Linked DNA regions of Anas platyrhynchos: all the other regions are linked to region 1. Evidence: chromatin contacts called from public Hi-C data. All regions are on one chromosome and are shown on one strand. The core of a region is the stretch at or near the end of the contact, and the rest is flanking DNA. Distances in the headings are between cores, read along the strand shown.

The links. A called contact is a pair of places that touch in the nucleus more often than the background predicts.
Region 2: a contact with region 1 is called in a Hi-C map of liver, with 4 times the contacts expected there. The contact joins the enhancer-like site here to the promoter of ATP1B1 in region 1. A contact is called at or near these places in 2 of 8 Hi-C or Micro-C datasets (liver and skeletal muscle).
Region 3: a contact with region 1 is called in a Hi-C map of subcutaneous adipose tissue, with 1.6 times the contacts expected there. The contact joins the enhancer-like site here to the promoter of ATP1B1 in region 1. A contact is called at or near these places in 3 of 8 Hi-C or Micro-C datasets (F5 follicle, liver and subcutaneous adipose tissue).

Annotation. Positions count from the first base shown.
Region 1 is chr1:88,285,437-88,289,497 of IASCAAS_PekinDuck_T2T, forward strand. It overlaps ATP1B1 (ATPase Na+/K+ transporting subunit beta 1), which reads right to left and starts at 2,696. Exons shown (of 6, transcript NM_001310386.1): 1 at 2,585-2,696; 2 at 660-788. The coding sequence starts at 2,684. It overlaps LOC110354432 (a long non-coding RNA gene), which reads left to right and starts at 1,924. Exons shown (of 2, transcript XR_002406375.4): 1 at 1,924-2,166.
Region 2 is chr1:88,351,096-88,354,965 of IASCAAS_PekinDuck_T2T, forward strand. No RefSeq gene overlaps it. Among named protein-coding and RNA genes, the nearest start is that of DPT, 55 kb to the right of the region's middle. Within about 2 kb of position 2,541, at least 2 of the 8 cell types and tissues checked have an H3K27ac peak or open chromatin away from gene starts, as enhancers often do.
Region 3 is chr1:88,184,381-88,188,419 of IASCAAS_PekinDuck_T2T, forward strand. All of the region lies in intron 1 of NME7 (NME/NM23 family member 7), which reads left to right. Among named protein-coding and RNA genes, the nearest start is that of BLZF1, 3.0 kb to the left of the region's middle. Within about 2 kb of position 2,016, at least 2 of the 8 cell types and tissues checked have an H3K27ac peak or open chromatin away from gene starts, as enhancers often do. A contact at or near this core is called in subcutaneous adipose tissue, where this site is marked.

The DNA of each region.
Region 1 (4,061 bases), core at 1,446-3,945:
CTCACCCCGTCTGCAGCAACAAGAGGGGGGCTCTCAGCACGTTTGCACCTCGAGCAGGGGCTCCTGTTTCATCTAACAGAGAAAGGCCGTCCATCAGGAGCTGCCTCTAACCCTCCCCACTCGAAATCAAGGGAAATAGCCCTTTGCAGATGCCATTACCTCCTCTGGCTCACACAGCAGAGCTCAGCATTAACCAGCACAATTCAGCAAGCACATCCACAATTGGTACTGCCCCCTTTCTCCTTGTGCACCCCAGTTTCAAGGATGAAGCCGGGATTTTCCCTTTGCCCCTTCATTTTCCCATAGGAGCGCAGTGGCTATGAAGAAAAACTGAACCCAGTTCTGTCACAGAGCTCATTCCCGAGCAAAGCCTGAGCCTCACTGCATCATTTCTGCTTAGGGAAAGGGGAGAGCAACAATCCAGGTTCAAGTTCCTCTCAGACAGGAGGCACACTCCATGTGATGCAACCTTTAATTCTGTCTGATTGCCTTCTATTTCCCGTGCTGTTAACACAGAAGGCTTAGAACATACCCACCCCCTACAAATATGTGTTGCAGCAACGAGATGCTTATTTCATCCTCCTCCTGGAGGTGAGTAACCAAACCGCCTCCCCAGAACAGCTTGCACCCGGGCCAGCACGGGCCTCCTCGTTAGTTACCTGGAGGTGCCACTCGATCCTGGTATTTGGGTTCAAATTCACTGACGGTGAGCAACATCACTTGGATGGTCCCAATGAAAATACCTGCCAGGCAACCGTAGAAGATGACATAGAAGAGGAGGATCTTAACTGCAAGAGAAAACAAACGGAAAGATGAATCGGATCAAGCCCCAATTAATTTGGGATCATAAAGGGTGAGGATTACAATGTGTTCTCCCATGTTTTAATGGATCCCTTGGCTGACCAAGGCTACCACAAGGTGACAGGCTTTCAGCGAAGCACCAGCCCAACGCAAGTCAACGTGCTATAGGCAGTGCTACACACTCCACACCACTCTGGGCTTCAGAGCTATTTCCACAGAGCCAACAGGAGCCGTTAGATTCAGGTTTACAAGCATTGCTCAAGTGTGACCTCCCTAATAATTCAGACTCTGGCCTCCACCAGAGACAACAGAGGCAGATTTTAGGCCCAAATCAGCACCAAGGCTCAATCTCAAATGCAGGCAAGCACTTCAGCGTGTCACAGCACTCTGCATTTACCAACCTTGCGCATCTACAAAGGCACGCCAGCACCGCTCATACCAATTAAAAACTGAATTATGTAATAATGAAAGACTAAATTTAGTTTGGGTCTGAAAGGAGATGCCTAGAATAATCCTAGTGGGGGGGAAGAGCCTGAGAGGCAGCGCAGCTCAGACTCTGGGTATCGGTTACCAGTTTACAGGGATTATCTCAACTGATTAACTGCACAGTAACACGCCGTACTAGGCATCACCAGGCCGCCTACGGGAAGGATAAACCAGCCCATGCCAAGCAACTAGGGGCTAATTGGGCTGCAGGAACAAGCACTGCAGCGAGGAACACTTCAAAAAGCCTGCTCGATCCCGGCGTCCTAGCCTAATCGCAAACGCGGACGAGGTTTACATGGAGGACTCAAGGTGAACAGATACAAGGGCAGGGGAGGAAGCAGTAGTGAAGGTATTCCTCCTCTCCTGAGCCCCGTCACAAAAAAGCTCCATCAGTGGAGAAGCCTCCTCATTAAAGCAGCCATTTCTGGTGGATTTCGTTTTCCATTTACGACAGAAAGGATCAGGAGGGACAGGCTCAGAAAGACGCTCCATCCTCTCATCCGCCGGGGAGCGGGGCGGCAGCCATGGCTGGTGAGCAGAGCTCGGTGCGGATCGCGGTGCTCCAGGAGTTAAAGCACTCTTTGGTATCCAGGCAGCGTAAAGCAAATGGTCGTGACGTCAAAGACATTTGGAAATTTTTTCCAGAGCACGGTCATAGGAGGTGCTGTTGTAACGAACCAAACACTAATGCTCTTGTCCGCAGCGTAACGCCTTTGAGTTTTTGTAACATCAAAAGGCCGGCGCTGGGAGGTAGCTTATTTAACCGGTCTCCCAGCCGGGATGCTCCTAGCCCCAGAGACACCGTAAAGGTCACGGTTTCAGAACAAACACACGGCAACCCAGCGCAAGGGGGTTGCGCCACACAGCTTCCCACACCAGGTAGGCTTATGACGGAGGAACGGGACGGCCAGCCTGCAGGTTGACATCGCTCCCAGGCGGGTGGGCACCAGGAGGGCTCGCTCTGCCTCCGCGTCGTGAGCACTGCGGAGCCTCGGGCACAGCGGGCACCCATGGGTGCGCACCCACAGCCCCATCCTGCTCACACAGGGGCAGGGCAGGAGCCCGCTGCGGTCCAGCGGAGCCAGGGCTGGCACCTGGGGCTGCTCCCTCACGCCAGGACCAGGCTCAGCATCGGGGGGCACCCCAGCACCTGCGGGGGGCTGCCCCTGCCCGGGGGGCGCGGCAGGGCCCCGCTGCCCTCCCTGCGGGGCGAGGCAGCGCCAAGGACGAGGCGCCCTCACAAGGTCGCCCCGCCGCCGGCTCCCCCCCCCCCTTCATCCCCCTGTCCCACACTCACACCAGCTGCCCCCGGTGCGGCCCAGCAGCTCCTTCTTCTCCGAGTTCCAGATGAACTTCTTCCAGTTGCCGTCGCCGTCCTTGGCCTTCCCGCGGGCCATGGCGAGCGAGCGGGGGGCGGCGGAGGGGATGGGGAGAAGGGAGGGGGGTGAGCGCTGAGGGGCTCGGGCGGGCTCCGCGGCACCGGGACGGGCTGCGGGGAGGGGGCTTGCGGGGAGGGGAGGGGGCGCTGGAGGGGGTCCGGGGGCTGTCGGAGCACGGAGGAGCGGGGGGTGAAGCAGCGGAGCCCAGCGGGCACGGAGCGGCCGCGCTCAGCGCCCGCCGCAGCCCTTCATATAGGGCGCGGGCCCCGCCCGCACCGCGCCGCAGCCACTGGCAGGCGGCGGGGGGCGGGCAGGGGAGGGGACGGGACGGGAGGGGAGGGGGCGCCGCGCGGCACCTGCCGGGATGGTGTGGGGTTTTTTTTAATTAATATATATATATATATATTTATTATTATTTATTTTATTTTTTTTGAGGAGGGCGCAGCCGCCCTCGCAAGGTGACCTTCAGGGAGGGGCCGGCCCGATGATGGGGGGGGGTGGTGGTGGCTGCGGCACCCTGTGGGGGTCCCGGCCCCACAGCTCGTTGTGAGGGGATCCCAGGAAGGGGCAAAGGGCTCTGGTGCGGCCTTGCGATCCCCATCCACGACGGAAGTTCACCAACATGTCCCAGTCCCACAGTGTCACGACACAGCTGAGTCACACGTGCAGCCCGGCTGCCGTGCCCCACTGGGATGTATTTACCTCTGAACTTCCTCCTGGTCACGACATGGCGCCCCGGGTGTCTTCCTGCTGTTAAGCTGCAGGCTTGCTCTGTCAGCCTTCCCTCCGCCCGTTCTGGTTGCTCAGGAGGCTGGGCAACTGCACGCCAGCCGCCCCGCTGTCCCCAGGGCCAGCCCCAACGTGGGGCCCTTCCCCAGGCACCCCATGGCCACCACACACAGCCAGACCCTGAAGTGACCTGCTCAGGCCTGATTTTTGGGGCCTTGGTCTGCCGGGAATGGGCACCTCGAGGTGATGGCTCCCTGCAAGGATGAGCACGGCCTCCCCATGCCTAGGCACGCAGCTGGGCTCCTCAAAGCCTCACAGGGTTAGGAAGAGGAGTGTCACACGGGAGCAATGTACGCTGCACCCAGGGGCAATGTACGCTGAAGGCTCTGTGGTAGATTACGTGTGGTCAGAGGGAGCCAGCCAGGTGTGCCCCAGGGACTTCCAGCCTGGGTTTGGGGAATTGGCCCTCAACAGCATTTGTGCGGTGGAAAATGGCCGATCAGATGGCTGAGGACAAACGGCGTCTCCCTCCTGCCTGGTGTCTGGTCAGAGCTGGTCTTTAAAGAGACCTGCTGATGGTGGGCGATAACGAGAGCAAACAGACAGCAGTATCTGATACCCGAGTGAACATCATCTGCCGTGTAGGGAGGACGTATCATTTACAAG
Region 2 (3,870 bases), core at 1,291-3,790, 66 kb after region 1:
CTTTAGTCTGAAAAACTGTTATGTAAAAATACTACTAACTCAACTGAACTGCTGCCATGGAAATGGTTCTCCAGCAACTCTTCTGACTTCACTGAAACACAGTGGGGTTTGTCGCTCCCCCATCCCTTCTGCCCTTGCCTGCATATATTCTGCAGTATGAAGGCAATACACTGGATTTTCCTCCCTCCCTGGGTATCATCACCATCACGCTTGCCTTTCAGCTTAGCCATACCCGTTGAAGCACACCAAAATCTATGGGGAAAAGCTCCAAGGAGGCAGGATTTGATTTGCAGAGCCTTTAACAAGGTTTATGTAGAAGACTTGATTTAGATCCACTAGGGATTTTAGATGACTGTAGGACTGTCAACATTTTTTTAAAGACACATTTAATTTCTTTGTAAACTTCGGGGACAGAGGCCTATGTCTCTGTGCTCCCAAAACGATATCTTGCACTGTTGGTGTGAGGTGACAGACTGAGAGCTCTGGTGAAGAGGAAAGCTCTGCTTTTCTGCAGGGCCAGGCACAGTGCCGTGAGAAGCTCCCCCTGTGTTCCTGCTAAGAGGACATGGTACACTGGTGTGGAGCACCCAGGAGCGTACTTCAGTTCTCCCGTCTGCCATTTCTTTCACAACCCAAATCACATCTTTGACCTCAGTCTGCACAGATGAGACCAAGCCAGTTTTAAGGCCAAAAGCTACAGAAAAAGACACAGCTACATAGGGATTCATTGTCAGCGCCAGGTGGATGGAATGGTACTGTAGAGTACCTGGTGCCTCATTTACAAGTGACCTAGGTCCATCTCTACAACCAGCATTTTCTCCTTGGGAATAGCCCTACCGTCTGTGTGCTGTGGAGCAAACGTCTCCTTTATCTCTCTTTCAGTCTTCCAATTTCTTATTCATAAATCAAGTGCCTAGTCTACTAACAATACTGTAAGGAAAAATGCCTCAAAAAGGTAACGTACCTTAGGAAAAAAACAGACCTGAAGCGTGAGCAAGTTCAGTCACTTTGTCCATTACTCTTAGGGCCTTTCAGGTGGTCATTTTATGACATGCTCTTTTTATATCATATGCTGTATGATATCTCCCACCCTTCTGCTCTCCATTCTGACAGCAGCTCACCTCTGTAGTGACTTTTCTTCCCCTTGTATGTGGACAAGTACCTGAGAGCATGTGTTCTGGACAAGTGCCACAGGGGACAGGGGAAAAGTCCAAAACTCTAGATAGCACCCTATATATCAGAGGGCATCCATCTCTCTTGATAGTAAAAACAGGCCAGAAATACAGTAAGAATAGACCTCTCTCATGGGTATACACCTCTCTCATTTGGTATACAAGCTCCTGTTTGAGGCCAGAGCTGTCTGAAAATTTGGAAGGGAAGGTTAAAAGAAATTTTGGTTCTCAAAGGAGAGGAGATTAAAAAAGGATGAGATGGAAAAGGAGAAAGAAAAGGACAAGGAGAAAGAAAAGGAGGAGAAAGGGAGGCAGAGTGAGAGAAGGAGAAAGGAGAAAGAGAAGGAAAGAGAAATGGAAAAGGAAAAAAGCAAAATGGGGAAAGGAGAAGGAGAGGGAGAAGGAAAAGGAAAAAGGAAAAAGGAAAAGGAAAAGGAAAAAAAGAAAAAATAAAAGGAAAAAATAAAAAATAAAAAAATAAAATAATAATAAAAAAGAACAATTTGGTTTATCTTCTTAGGACTGATTTGTTCATGCCTGAGAGCTATTAAGACTCAGTGACCAAGACAAACACTTCCTAATGCTCTGGCGATTCTCCTTATTGCCCTGCATCCCATACAGTCCCCTGCAGAAATGGCGAGTATAAAGGTGTTGTGAAGTACTACGAAATCAAAATGGCAGGATCTTGTACTCCCTATGTCCTCATTCTGCAGCAAAAGGATTACACTCAGCACATGGAAATGTGATAGAAATCTCCTCCAGCCTCAACACAGAAGATTCCTGCTGGCAGATCTGATGCTGCCATTGGCAAGAAGTGTCAGCATCCAGTGAAACTGGTGGGAGTTCAGGGCATGCAAAATAAAAGAAACGCAGGACTGGCCCTGAGCATATTCATCTTTTGACAACAGTGGGAATCCCTGAGTTCAGCTGTTCCAGACCAGACTGGAAATGCCAGCCAGAAAACAAAGCAGAGAGATGCTACTATTGCCCTTCATTTATTTGGTCTTATCATAGTGTAAACAGACCTGAAACCTGAGAAAGCAAATACTTAGAACACACCTTATGCTTTGGGGATGTTTACAGATTGCCAGTCCTTTATGAAAAGAATAAGCAGGAATTAGAAAAAAAAATACCTTGAAGATATTTCCTGGTTCCTGCTTAAGCATGTGAAGGGAGAAGGAAGACTTAATCAACCTGGATCAATTCCAGATGCAAACTATCACCTCCATATGGGGCTCTGCTTTGCTAATGCTTGTGCCTGTGTTTGCGGTGACAGAGCCATGAGCAGCAGCAGCAAGCCAAAACAAAAGGTTGTTGACTGCAGATGTTAAAAAAAATGGTCTGGCTGCTACCGGGCTAGGGACTGCCCTGAGCAGGTCATGCAGGGTGCAAGAGGAGGAAGATTCACTAACAGAGCTTGGTGGCACGGTACATCACCAGAGCTGGTAACAGAGCTGTGTGTTTCCCTACCTTTGGAAAGCTTTCTGATGGAAAAAGAACAGCCTTTACTCAAAATCTATTTGGGGCTGGTCTGCAAAGAGGACTGCTCCTTATTAAAATTTGCTATTCACTCATCAGCATGGTATTTGCATCAGGTTCCTATTTCGATATGCTTTCCTCACGCTTGCAGCGCTGTGAATCTGTCTGCACGCGAGGGCAGGAATTTCCAAGCAGGTGGCTGCCAGGGTTCTCCCTTCAACACGTTGCAAGGTCTGCAAGGCCAGGCTGGCATCAGCAACCACAATGTCTAATATCTTTTCCAAGGCAGCAGGCAATACCTACTTCTCAAGAGGCAAACTCATACCACCACAGACAATGCAGTGCTAGCTATGAAGGAGAAAAATTATTTTCTCCTAAATAAAATGGCTAGTTAGTGTCCTAGACCTACTGCCATCAAAGTCCATCTCTCTGTGTTTCACATATGCTTCCAGTCACGATGGCTTTCCTTTCCAAATCTCACGGGAACTCTATCCCGTGGGAGTCCTGTCCCTTGGGAGCTCACTCTCTGCCTAAAAGGACCCACCATGCCCTTGCATGCCACACACCACAGGGCACAGCCCAAGGGCCCCTGCCAACCTGCAGCCAGAAGCCAGACACATTCATCCAGCCCGGGGAGAAAGCAAGTGAGGGAATGGATACTCTCAGTGTCTTACAATTCAAACGGGATTTGAAATGTTGCAGGACCCTCCAAACAAGTGAACTTTACCATTCAGGAACGTGATGTGGAGCAAGTCAATTGGATCTATGAATAGCACAAAGCTTTGGAGGAGCCAGGAATGTTTTGATGGCTTGTACAGTGGTATAAAGACTATGTAGACATATCACCCTGAATTTCTAGACAAACCCAGCCACATAGATGTCTTTTGAAATCAATGGTAACCTTCCAAATCCCGTCCCACTGGAACTCTGTCATCCATCAATTTTTATAGCATTTCATTACTATCCAGTTATTTTCATTCTGGTTTAACTACATACAAAATTTATGAGGTGGGCCTAAGAAATACCCAGTACATGCCAAGTTGGGTTTAAGAACAGCCAAGGAAGAGGGACTGACTTGCATAAATGCCTTCAGAAGAAGGATCCAGCCACTACACTTCAGTTTCTCATTCATGATTAGAAACAACAGTGTGTGCACTGCTCATTTCTGGCCCTTGCAGATGGCTAATACTAAGAGGATGAAAGACCAAAAGGCAAGGCC
Region 3 (4,039 bases), core at 766-3,265, 100 kb before region 1:
TCTCAATGTGCTCATCCTCTGTTTCATTGTCAGTGTAACACTGAAATAAAATATGAAATAAAACTAGATGTGGGACAGGCCATTTCGGGACTCCACCTAAATCATCTCCCAGTTTGTAAGTGAAGTATTCCTAATTGCTTTTGCATCCAGCAGTCAGAACTGCTCTTTAATTCAGGTTGTGATTTCCTACTCTGCTTGTCAGAATGTGGGATGTCTTGGATTAAAAGTCCTATCAAAGCCAAGTGTGTCACATCAGTGACTTCTTTACTCAATTAGGTCAGTTACTGTCCAACTAGAAAGTGGATATGATAGAATTTGTTGTTGACACGTTAATGTTTTCTGCTTTTTATTATCATATTGTCTTAGATGCTCAACAACTGTGTGTTTAATAACTCATTCCGTTATCTTCCAAAGGCAGCAGTGAGGCAGCTGTCCCAGCCTCATCCTCCTGCAGGGCCTGGTGGCCTTTCTCTAGGTGTGCTCAGAAATAAGAGTGTTTTGGGGTTTCTTTGGCTGGTCCTGGTGGTACATCAAGGACCATTTTGCATGCTAACATGGGTATGTCTAACTTCTTCAAGCTGTTCTTTCTCTCCCTGTTTGGCAGCTCTGTCCCCTGACTAAAACCAAATGTGTTACTTCTTTGGTTGTAAGCTGCTTAATTGCTTTGGTAAGTGCTGAAGTAAGAAGTGTGTTTCAATTTCCTCTGCATTATATTATTGTCTGTTCTCTTTCCCTGTAGTGTAATGGGCTGCTCTTTTGATTTTCTCTGACATCTCATGTGTTATAGAACACAGTTTGTTTCTTTCATACCTGCAAAGCAGCCAGCTTTCCCACTCGAGTATTCTTTCTCTTACCAGTTTCCTAAAATACAGTAAGAACACTGTGGTACCTGGAAGATGGTGGGAAAACAGATGTTACAGGAACATGTGCCACCTGATTAGGTAGGCACACGGCATCCTGAGAAAGAGATAAGTTACCAAACTTTTGGACACGGTGACTTTATACACCTGATCCATCTCAAACATTTTCAGAACATCTTTTCTTAGACACCATGAATTAAAAAATGAACAACTCCTTCCAATTAATTCAAATGTTGTTCTACAAGCCAGGTTTTAACCTTAGGAACCTAATTATGTTCTGAAAGCAAGGACTATTCTAGTAGAAAGCTTGGTAGACCCAGAGTACTGTGTTACTTACAGTCAGTAGAATAAGTTATGAATTATGATTGCATTAGTTGTAACATGTATATCTACTCAGAAAAAAAAAAAAAAAAGTTGAAAGTCATATAATGGGCACAGAAAGAAAAGTATAGTAACTTTTATTTGTTTCAGGTCAGCGTACTAGTGTTAGACCTTACACTTGGCTTGCACAGAGCCAGTGCACCGGAGACTTGTTTGGGTGCGTTGTAAAACCAGGCACATAACTGGAGGGGAAGCTAAGGTAAAAGAGAAATGTTTTGAAACATCGTGCAGTTGTCTGCTAGCTGTTGGAAAGCAGTTTTCGTTGACATCAGTTGACAGGATTTCAAATCAGTTCTAATGCATCTTGAGTGTGCATGTGTGACATATGGCTGCTGTGGACTGGTGGCAGTAAATGCCCTGAGAGAATCTCACTTGTTTCCCTCTCCAGAGGTGGTGTTTCACCTGGCTGCTGGAAGCAGTTAGTCTTTTAGGGTGCCTTGGATGTAATCACATGCAGAGACATACTGGAACATCATCTTGAAAATGTTAGTTTCTTTTTATTAATGAGTTTGTTGCACTCTGACACCTGAAAGAGTTCCAGATGTAGAAATCCACCATTTGCCAGAGAAGAATGGCCTCTACGTGCAAGCAATGATCATACAGGTACAGAGCCTTATTGCACTTAGGCTGTCTGGAGGTGCAGTTACATGCTTTTGTTTCCCTCTGTTCTTTAAAACCATTATTCTTGCCCCCGCAGCTCTCACAGCTGCAGAGTACATCACCAAGACTCTTTTCATAGCAGAGCAGACAAGTAATACTTCCGTCTTGCACATGTGGCTTTGTCTAATAGGACGTCATCTGGATGTCATCCAGCTTTGGTTTTGCGGATGTGCAGGCACACAGTGAGTGGAATTTGAGCTTCCAACTACTTTTGATTGAAAAACAGCTTTGATTCATCACTGGAAGAGACTTTTGGAAATGAATCTTAGGAAATAGGAAGCAAATCAGCCGTTTCTAGAACTTGACCACAGTGAGCCCTGGGTTGCTCATGGTCCAGTGTTATCGTGTTGTGATCAAGTTTTTGGCTGAAGGCATTATAAGGCAATACAGCTCCTGAGGAAGTTGTGGAGTATACCTTGGTTTACTGGAATTTCATTTGGGAACCAGTAATCTCAACCATACTGGACTAGCTCGTAAGATGGGATGATTTGGTGAAGAGTGGTCATTCAGAGATGAACATATAGACAGACAAAACTCTTTCCCATTTAATAGAGTTTCCTGAACAAGGGCACATTTATAGAATAACTTTTCCTTTAGTCATTTGCAAATTATGTACTTTTGCTTGCAAAACAGTTGCCCTTAAAAAAAATAGCAGTTTATTTTTTTAAACTTTTGTGGAAGAGATGAAAACCGCTCCCAGAAACTTCCTTAATGCTTGAGAAGATTTACTTCTTTGGTCTTCAAACAAGGGACAGTTTCACTGGGGTGCCAGCTGGTGATTACCCTGGTTTTTCATCTGCAGAGTAAGTGGCCTGAGTCTTTTTGTTGTAAGCTGGCATGACAGAAACAACCACAAAGACCGGTTTCCTTACTTAATGGCTGTCACTTGCAGCATTTCATTACAGGGAAAAATAAAACCTTGTATTGCATGGTGAGTCTTATACAAGCATCAGAAGTACGATAGCGTTTCTTTTTGAACCAATGTTTCTTAGTATTGCTGATTTCCTTCTTGGGCAGGTAGCCTATGCACGTGGCAGAAGATGTAGCTGATAAAATCACAGGATTTTGGGCCTGTGCAAGCCAAATGAAAACTGCTAAAAGAATGCAGCTATATTTGACTGAGCAATGTGAAACATTGTTCCAGGAATTGTTTTGGGTTTGATGCTGCCATCTTTGTGGCATTACTTGCTATACAAAATACCACCCTGCATATATAAAGTTGACAGGTTCAGAATCCATGGGATAAATTGCCTCCTACTCCAGCCAACTCTCGGCTGTGGCTTGCAGGAGTTGCCATCTCTCTAACAGTAATTTTAGATGCAGTGAGAGCTCTTCTGACTGATGTGTCTGAAGTAGCTGACAGCATGAAAGGCAAAGTGATCTAGTTATCTAATGAATGTATCATTACATAATGATACATTCCATATTAATCTCCCTTTATCACCCAGAATTGTCTCTCAGGATCCTTCAGATTATAGGTACAGTTGTTAATAACTTTGGCACATCTATTCTAATTATATGGGTTTGTTTGTTTTATTTTATTTTGCCAGAAACCAAAGAAATTCAGGGATTACTCAGTGAGCAACTGTCAGGAGTGAAAAGAAAAGTTGCCAACTGAAAGTTTGTAATAAAGGAATAATGGGATTTGATGATAGAGACAGTGGTTATTTAGAGAATTGTTCCAGGCAGATTTCATGTGGATAAAATTTATACTGAAGGATGTTGTATCAGAGGTTTTAATTTTGTTGAAAGCACATCTGGACTTGGGTTATTATAAGAACCCAACAGGTCTGTGTAGGACGTGGAGGAGTGCAGGAGGATGGGTGTTACCTTTGGACAAGAAGCATCCAAATTGACATTAAAAATCATGGAATTGGCATTTGGGTTGGAAGGGATCTCTTGGGGTTATCCAGTCTGGCCCCTTGCTCAAAACAGATCTAATTGGAGCAGGTACAGGAGTCCTGAACATCTCAGATCCTCTCCTCCCGGCAGCCTGTTCCAGTGTCTTGGTTAAAAAAACCAACCGACTGACCAAAAACACCTGTGTAACTGGAACTTCCCATGTTTCAGCTTGTGTCCTTTGCCTGTTTTGCTGTCAGCATGCGTCCTGTGCAGTCTGGCCCCTGCTGGCCCTATGG